Linked DNA regions of Ovis aries: region 1 is linked to region 2. The links are chromatin contacts, called in public Hi-C maps. All regions are on one chromosome and are shown on one strand. The core of a region is the stretch at or near the end of the contact, and the rest is flanking DNA. Distances in the headings are between cores, read along the strand shown. Region 1 holds the start of CD247 (CD247 molecule). Region 2 overlaps CD247 (CD247 molecule).

Region 1 (4,157 bases), core at 552-3,051, 78 kb after region 2:
CCTCCCTTGCCCTCCCTCAATGAGGCTAGGAGGCTCATCTAAAAAGAGCTGAAATTTCAATCTCCAAACTGGCAAAGCAAGTGGCCTTGAAAGATGGATCTAAAGCTTTTCTTCCTGTACACTGCTTGTGGAAATGGGCATGGCCCCCATCTTGTCTTCTGGGTGGGGTTTTGTTTACCACTCCTGGCAGCTACTACAACTCAAGAAGCTTTATTTTCTTTTCTAATTCTATTGCCCCTGCCTTAGCCCCAGGGCTCAAAACAAATTGACCCCTGAGGAAACTTCAGATTGCTGTCATCTGTTCCCTCTGAAGTCATTGAATTCATAGGCCCTCATGGCATCATGGGTCCTCCCAAGCCCTGCACACAAGGATGGGCTGCTCTGGGCCCGCCCTGGTGTCCTTACCCCACAGTACCACGTGACTCATATCCAGCAAGACCTTTTCTGAGAAGAGAGCTGTGATGTTACAGAAAACCCCATGATTACTTAGTCCTCAAAGCCCCCAAGGCCCTAGGCCGGGGCTGTGCCACGTCCTCTGGTAGGAGCAAAAGTACCAGTGGCCTCTCCAGCTCTCCCACCATTGTTGCCAAACACCCTCCCATGCTGAGGTGAGCTGAAGAGTGGAGAAAAGGCGTTGGTTTTTGACCACTCTCCCAGTTTTTTAGATTCAAATACAGCCTGTCCCATTTCTTGTAAAAATGCCAAGATGCCAAACCCCAGACACAATCCATTTTGTCTTCTTTTCACTTCTTATTATTCTTATCTGAGCAGGAAAACACAGTGGGAATGAAGGATTGTAGAAAAGCTAGTCTCCGGGGCCTGAAATGAAGTGAAGAGTGAGTTCTCTTGTTGGTTGGTTGTTCCTCGTGGTGGTGACCTAACAAGTCACATCCTCTCATCTCTCCCCTACGTTCTGTCAGCATCTCTGGCTTTTTGGCCTCAGACAGAGAGCTGCCTAAAGCACGGGGCAGTGGGTGAGTCACGGAGACTGGGGTGGGTGTGTCATCAAGCAGCCCTCGGCTGTGGGGTGCAGGGGCAGCCATGTCAGAGCTGAGCCTAGATGTGGGCCTTGAAGAAGGCCGCTTCCCTTCTTTGTTAACCCAGTCAGTGCCTGGCTTATGGAGACGCTTCAGGTAAGTCACAGCCATGACCCTCTCTGCCCAACGGCACATGAAACACTCTTTGTTGGCGAAGCAGGAAGGCGGCTGAGTGATGGAGCCAGCAAGGTAGTAAGGAAAGAATACACAAAGACTCGGAAAATGCTTCAGCACAAAATGTGGCCCAGGTGAGGCTTTCTGGTCCCTCCCAGCTTCTGTTAAGTTCTCCCTCTCCTCTTGCCCACACAAGTCCTGCCTCAGTTCCTCCTCATCCTTCCCCCATCTCAGACTTCTCTCTCTTTTTATCACTGGAAAAATCCATACTTCACACAGGTCTGTCTTCAAGCAGCTGACTCTAAGCTAATTTCCAACTTGGCCATATTGAAGCAGATGTCTCTATAGAAACAGACCCTTCCCTGTTCAGCTGTCCATTGCTTTGGGGAGGGCAAGATTTAAAGGAGACATTGGCTCCTCTCCACACCTCTGCTCTCTCCCTCCACCCCACACACATATGTACAAAGAGTTCCTCAAAGCTCATTTCCTTCGATACATCCAGCCTTACCTGTAACTGGGAACTGCGTCTGCAGGACGGCCACAATGACAAGTGCTGTCCACTTCATCTTATCCTTCCCCAGGATGGTGCAGGAGGCAGAGGCTGAGGCAGCTGTGACGGGATGAAGAAGAGGAAAGGAGTCTCTGCTGGCTTTGTTCTGCTGCTGCCTCCTCAGGAAGTGGAGGACGATGGGCCTTTGAGAAGGCACCTGCCAACCAGGCCAAGAAACTCACACTCCCCCTTTCGGTTCACAGGCAGGAAGCTCTGGAGGTTTGAGGGTTTGGGGTGTGTGCTTGTGTCTGTCTGTCTGAATTTTTGCTATATACATATATATATATATATATTTTTTTTTTGGTCTCCTTTAACCATTGTTTTATTTTCCTTCTTTCTAATTTTTGTCTGAGTGATAGTTGCCCAGTCAGGCCTCACTCTTTGCAACCCCATGGACTGTAGCCTGCCAGGCTCCTCTGTCCATGGAATTCTCCAGGCAAGATTAATGGAGTGGGTTGCCATTTCCTTCTTTTTGTCTAATTTTTGTCTAATTCTTTTTGTCTAATTTTTATCTAATTCCTATCTTGATTGGTATAGTCAGCCCCTAAGCAAATACAAGTTCCCAGTGCATTTAAGAATGTTCGCGGCTCTCCTAGATTCATGTATTTTACGGTGGTTGGTGAGACAACAGAGCTCTAGATTCAGAGTCAGGTAAAATGTGGAGATAGAATACTTGGGTCTTAGTGCCATCGCTGCTATCTGCTTGCTGTGCGGCCTTGAGTAAGTCACTCAGCATCTCTAGACCTCAGCGTCCCTACCTATAAAGCAAATCATTGAGGATGCGGATCTGAACTTGGCTTGAATATGGACCATAGAAAATAGAAGAATTCACGTAATACTTCAAACACTTATGTTATTTGACAGATTTAAACATTGAACCAACTTACAATAATAAAAAGATTAATACTCATAAATAAACTGTATTATTTATACAGTGTAATAAAGTATAAGATCTATGTGAAACAAACTTTCAAACATTACTGAAGAATACAGAAAGGACTTGGGTAAATGGAAAGATGTATCTTGGTCTTTGATAGAAAACTTCCTTTTAAGAAGCCCACGATTCTCTCTAAATTAATCAACCCATACTTCTACAAATACCAACAAAAGTTTTAGCACAAGATAATCTTGGTTGAAAGTTTGCATGAAAAATTAATGTACAAAAAATAGTGACGACTCAAAAAAAAAACACAAGCAATCAAAGAAAAAAATAGGTAAATTGGACTTCACCAAAATTTAAAACTTTTGTGCATAAAGGACACTATCAAGAAAGTAGAGACAATTCATAGAAAAAATAGTTGTAAATTAAATATTGATAAGGGTATAGTATTCAGAATATAACTCAACTAGAAAAAAAAAGTAAAAATCGGCCAAAGATCTGAATAGATGTTTCTCCAACAAGCACATGAAAAAATGATCAATATATTTGGTCACTAGGGAAATGAAAATCAAAACTATAGTGAACTATAACTTCGCATATACTAGGATGGCTAAAATTTAAAAACACAAAGTGCTGGTAAGGATGTTAAGAAGTTGGAACTCTTATACATTACTGGTGGAAACGTGGGAAATTTCCCTATGGAAAATGTGTGACATATCCTCAAAAATTTAAATAGAATTATCACACAACCTAGCAGTTCTACTCATAGGCATATACTCAGGTGAATTGAAACCATGTGCGCATTAAAACTTGTACATGAATGTTTATAGTAGCATTATTCAAAATAGCCCCAAACTGGAAACAACCCAAATGTCCACGAACTGAGGAATAGATAAACAAATCATACATCTAAACAATAAAATATTATACTTGCAACATGGTCGAAACTTGAAAACAGTATGCTAAATGAAACAAGCCAAACACAAAAAGACCAAATATTATACGATCGCATTAATACAAAATGGCTATAATAAGCCATAGAGACAGAAAGTAGATCAGTAGTTTTCAGAGGACAAGGAAAGGGGGAAATTGGGACTAATTCTTAACAGGTATGAAGTTTCTTTTGAGAATGATCAAAATATTCCAGAACTAGATTTATTGTGATGATGTATGACACAGTGAATATACTAAAAGCCTCTGAGTTGTACACTTTAAAATGGTAGACTCATGTGAATTACATCTCAGTACAAAAATAATGCTAAATAAGCAAAAGAACAGCCAGGAAAACTCTGTAAAAGAGGAGCAATGAGTGTGAAATCACCCTGCAAAACATTAAGCAGAGAGACATGGTTACCATATAGCAGTTGTGATCATATAGACTCAAACACACGTGGTCAATTGGTTTTTTATAACGGGACTAGGAAAATTCAGTGGAGAAACAACCAACCAACAACCGGTATCTCTATGGTGAAAAAAAGCCCTTATTTTATACTATGTGCAAAAATTGACTGAAACAGTCCATAGGTGTAGATGTGGAACATAAAACCATACAACTTCTGGAAAAAAAAGAAAAATC
Region 2 (4,571 bases), core at 1,309-3,808:
CACACTCACTCTCACACACATACATGCAAACACAAAAAGGCCCTACCGGTTTCCCCCCCATCTCAGGGTCGAAGCCCCCTCTCCGATCCAGGACTGCATACTCCTCTCTTCGGCCGACATTCAGCTCCTAGAAGAGGCAGAAATGAGTCAGAGATGAGAAAGGAAAGCTCAGGAGGATGGGGCCAGTAGGCCAGGGAGTTCTTTACGAGTGGAGCAGGGATCACACAGATCTTCACAAAGGAGCAGGGATCATCTCAGAAAGCCTCTCAGAGAACATATTACTTGGGCGGGGGTGGGGGGGGGGGTGGTAGGGGTGGGCATGATCTATTCGATCAAAGTCCCATTGCACGGAGGGAGTGAAATCGCTTCTCCACCGCAGGGAAGTACTCTTTCCTTCTCCACCCCCATCCCGCTGGTCCGTGAAACCGCTGCCGGGCCGGGGCTCGCTTGGAGCAGGCACTGCACCGAGTGGGCGCTTGCCGCGCAGCACACCGCCAGGGAGCGGCATCCTCCCAGCACCTCCACGAAGCAGGCGTGGTGACTATCCCCGTTTTACGAGTTAGGAAACTGGGTCCCAGAGAGGTTTTTAGCCCGCAGGGCTCACAGCCGCGGACCAGACCCACAGCCGAGCCCCTGGCGGCTGTTTCCCCCACGTCCCAGGAGAGGCGAGCACCTTCTAGGCTAGGCTCTCCGGGAGAGGCGGACTTACGTTGTAGACCGGGTTCTGGCCATGCTGGTAGGCGGGGGCGTCGGCACTCCTGCTGAACTGGATGGGGAAGAGGAGAGAAAGCGCTTTACTTTTTGCGCGGGCAGCCTCGCTCCGCTTCTCCACTGCAAACGGCGTGCTCCCTGTCTGCTGGGGCTGGGCCCCTGCGGGCCCCCGTGGCGTGAAAGCTTCATTTCTGAGCCCAACTGTCCTTCCCCCTCGCAGGGGTCAAGCTCAGTCACCGCAGGTGCCCCAGCAACCGCCCTGGTTTCCGCTCCCGGGCCCGTGCCCTCGCGCATGCGCAGAAGCGCCGGCCTCGCGGGCCGCACCCACTGCGTTCCCGGCTTTTCTCCTGGCCGCTTCCTCCCAGGGATTCGGAGGACTAGTTGAGAGATCCCACCTCCATCGTGACCCCTGCACCCGGGTGCACTGTGTCCGTGTGGCACTGTGTCCTGAGGACCTGGCCCAGGCACATGGCCTCGCTCTGTTTTCAGTTCATGCCCCTCAGCTGAAACTGCAGGTCTTGCAGATTCAGAACACTGGGAAACACCTGGCAGATGATCTAGGGCAGCGTTCCTCAAACTTAAGAAAGCAAGACATTGTTTCTTATAATAAAATGTTTTGCTAAAGTCCAAAATCAAAAAAAAAAAAAAAAAAAAAAAGGTTAAGGCACAAAAGTCCTATGGCCACCCCAGCCCCAGCCCCAGCCCCTCCAAATACTGCAGGGCCTGCAGGGCCCTAGGTGAAAACCAATGCTCTGGGTTAATCTTCCCACGTACAGATGAAAAACGGGTTTGAGGAGAAAAGGCTGGCCAAGCCTGGGTTTGCAGTTGGACAGCAGGGTCTGGAAAGAGACTGCAGGCCTCCACCTCTCTGCTCTTCACTGAAGCATAACCCCTTTTCCTAGCAGAACCTCTGCCTTGAGACGCCTAAAGGTTCACACATCTGTATGACTCTTCACTAAGACTCCAGCACCAGTGTACAATCAATTGAACACTCATCCTCCCACTCTTGTGTGGCTAAGCAAAACATCACCCCCCACCTCTCCAGCCCACCCAGTGTGCACACTTGGTCTCTGTTTTGCCCATGGATACCAACCACTCATGCTTGAGACTTTCCAAGACCAAGGCCCTCTAAACATCCACTGAGTTGGGGAGCCCATGCCCTCCCCGCAGAGGCCAGTGGCACCAACCTTTGCTCTCAGAAACAGGGCAGTGACAATAACGCCGTAGATGAAGAGGATCCCATCCAGCAGGTAGCAGAGTTTAGGATCGAGCAGGCCGAAGCTCTGTGCCGCTGTGTCGAGAGATGAGATTGATTAGCCAGGTCCAGGTGAAGGAACATGTCTGCCTGCACGGGGCAGGTACCGTGACAGGTCAAGGAAATCATGATGAAGGCTGGCTGCATTCTCCATACCCCATTTGACCACAACCTCTCTCCCACCTTGGACCGGCCTCTGGGGAAACCTAGCCTGCCCCAGCAGTGGACCTGACACCTGGCAGGGCCACAAAGCCTGGAAGACAGGAAGGAGGCAAAAACTAAGTGGGGGAGGTGAGATTGCCCACTGTGCGCATTGTGCAGGGGAACACCTTGGGCTGCTGCCTCCCAGCCCGGGAGCCCAGATAGGTGCGAGCCCCGTGTGAAGCGCGTCATCTGGAAGCCACCCCAAATTGCCAAGGGGCCCCTCACAGTATGCACTACGCAAACTAAAGTACAGTGGGGTTGGGGAAGGAGGTACAGTAAACATTCCGGTTAAACAAGAAAAGCATTTTTTGAAAGCTCACTGCACTGTGAGAGAGGAGACACGGATTTAGCCTAGACTGTTCTTCCTGCCAGGTATGTGTGCAGCAACTCAAGTGTAAAATGGGGTGTAGTAGGCGTCTAACTCCACCCCTGCCTGGTATCACGGAAGCCACAGTCCCGCGGCCGCAACCTCTCCCTGGCCGAGGGCGCCCTCTAATGGCCGCCTGAAGGACTACCTCGAGACTAAGGCAGTGGACAAGATGTGCGCTTGAAGGCCTCTTCCTTATTAATTCTGTGACTTGGGGCAAGTTATTTACCCTAGTTCAGCTGCCTCTTCTGTTGACCAGGGTGAAAACTATAACATTTCTTTAGTGTTTACTTCGTGCTAGACAAGTAATAACTTGATGATGTAATAACTTGTCAGTTTCTCCCAACAGCGCCACATGGACACAGGCAGGGAGAACTTGGATTTAGCCAGGAGCCCTCAGCGAGTAAGAGGCAGGTCAGGAGAGCCCAGGTGGCGTATCTCCCCTCCTCCCCTCGTCCCCGACCTCCTGGGCCCAGCCCTGCCCTCCCTCTTGCAGGAGCAACGTTTTGGCCTCTGCCACAAGCTGTGGGAGCAGGTGAGTCAAGGCTGCACCCTAGTCCCCAACCCCAGCCCTCTTGAATCCTTCTGTTCTCAACCCTTTGACTCCTTCCCTAACTCAGGACGCTCCACCCCCACCCAGGCACTGATTTCTTTGTAAACGTTCCTAGTCCTTGCTCAGAAACCGTTTTGTCTGTCTGAGTAAAGTCTGAAGTAGGGGATCTGAAGGCCACTCCAGTATTCTTGCCTGGAAAATCCCATGGACAGAGGAACCTGGCCAGCTACAGTCCATGGGGTCGCAGAGATTCAGACACGACTGATCACACACACACACACCACACACACTGAAGGCCTATAAGGAGACAAGCCAGCCCCCAGCAAAGGCCATGTCTGGTGGCCACTCCACCCTAGCTGGGGTAATTTGTTTTTCCTTTTAGGACTGGAGGGGTGTCAGCGGAGATTTATTTGGGTGGTTGAGATTCAGAAAAAGGGTTGGGAGAAAATCGCTTAGTTGCCTGTCACATAAAATGAGAACAGAAAAATTACTGGACAGTAAATTTAGAACAAATAAGGAGAAATATTTCTTGGTGTTGTGCAGAGCCAGTGCAGTGGTGGAGAGGATTTGGCCCCTCCCCAGAAATAAGTAATAGGAACACATTTCTTTTTTTTCTTTCTTTTTGAACAGCAGCATGATTTCATGACCAAAGACAAATGTGCTATGTGTGGTTTGGTCAAAAAAAGGATATTAATCACCACACATACCCCAGGGTAGGAAACTTCCCTCTGCCGAGTCCAACTGTGACCAGGCTAGCAGAATGGGACTGAGGAAGGCAGTGATAATCCAGAAAGTTCCTTGAAGGGACCCAGGGCCTAATTCAGTTGTGTGGTTAATTAAATATTTATTGGGCATCTGCTTGATGTCAGAGGATATTGAAATAGAAAGAACCCTGGATTGGGTATCAGGTGGGTTCTATCAATAGTCCTTCGTCTGCCACTAAGTAGCTATGTGGTTTTGGGCAAGTCACCTCCCCTCTCGGGGCCTCAGTTTCTCCATCTGTAAAATAGTGGGTCATCCTGTCTACCTTAAGGGTGTGGTGAGACCCAAATGAGAGAATGTACTGGTAGGTGTTTTTGTAAATTTCCTCCATAAGGATAACATGTCTAGCATTTGAGTCCCTGCTCTTTCAGGGCTTACGTCTTAGCTCTTGAGGCCACACCCAGGTTGGAGGGGCTTCCCTTGAACAGCAGGCAGCTTTCCAAGATGACAACTCAAATTCAGGAGCCATGGACACGCCTAGGTTCTGGCTCCTTCCCTGCCTCCCCATCCCCAAAGGAGAGACCCGTTTTCCTCCTTCCCTGAGCATCTCGTTTCTGTCCCCACCACATTCAGTCCCTAAGAGAGGTATTTAATGGGGTTATATGGTGGCTGTTTTCCTAAACAACAGGAGAACCTGTTTTATTTCATGCTTCCCATCCTCTGCCCCAGATCCACAGCACCCAAGAGAACCCCAGAATTTGCACAAGTACCCAGATACC

Evidence for each region. Hi-C and Micro-C count contacts between places; a contact is called where the count stands out from the background.
Region 1: a contact with region 2 is called in a Hi-C map of blood, with 2.8 times the contacts expected there. The contact joins the promoter of CD247 here to the enhancer-like site in region 2. A contact is called at or near these places in 4 of 16 Hi-C or Micro-C datasets (blood and hypothalamus).

What each region holds. Positions count from the first base shown.
Region 1 is chr1:119,721,433-119,725,589 of ARS-UI_Ramb_v3.0, forward strand. CD247 (CD247 molecule) reads right to left here and starts at 1,802. Exons shown (of 8, transcript NM_001009417.1): 1 at 1,660-1,802. The coding sequence starts at 1,717.
Region 2 is chr1:119,642,538-119,647,108 of ARS-UI_Ramb_v3.0, forward strand. It overlaps CD247 (CD247 molecule), which reads right to left. Exons shown (of 8, transcript NM_001009417.1): 2 at 1,899-2,002; 3 at 710-766; 4 at 47-127. Among named protein-coding and RNA genes, the nearest start is that of CD247, 78 kb to the right of the region's middle. Within about 2 kb of position 2,559, at least 24 of the 54 cell types and tissues checked have an H3K27ac peak or open chromatin away from gene starts, as enhancers often do. A contact at or near this core is called in hypothalamus, where this site is marked.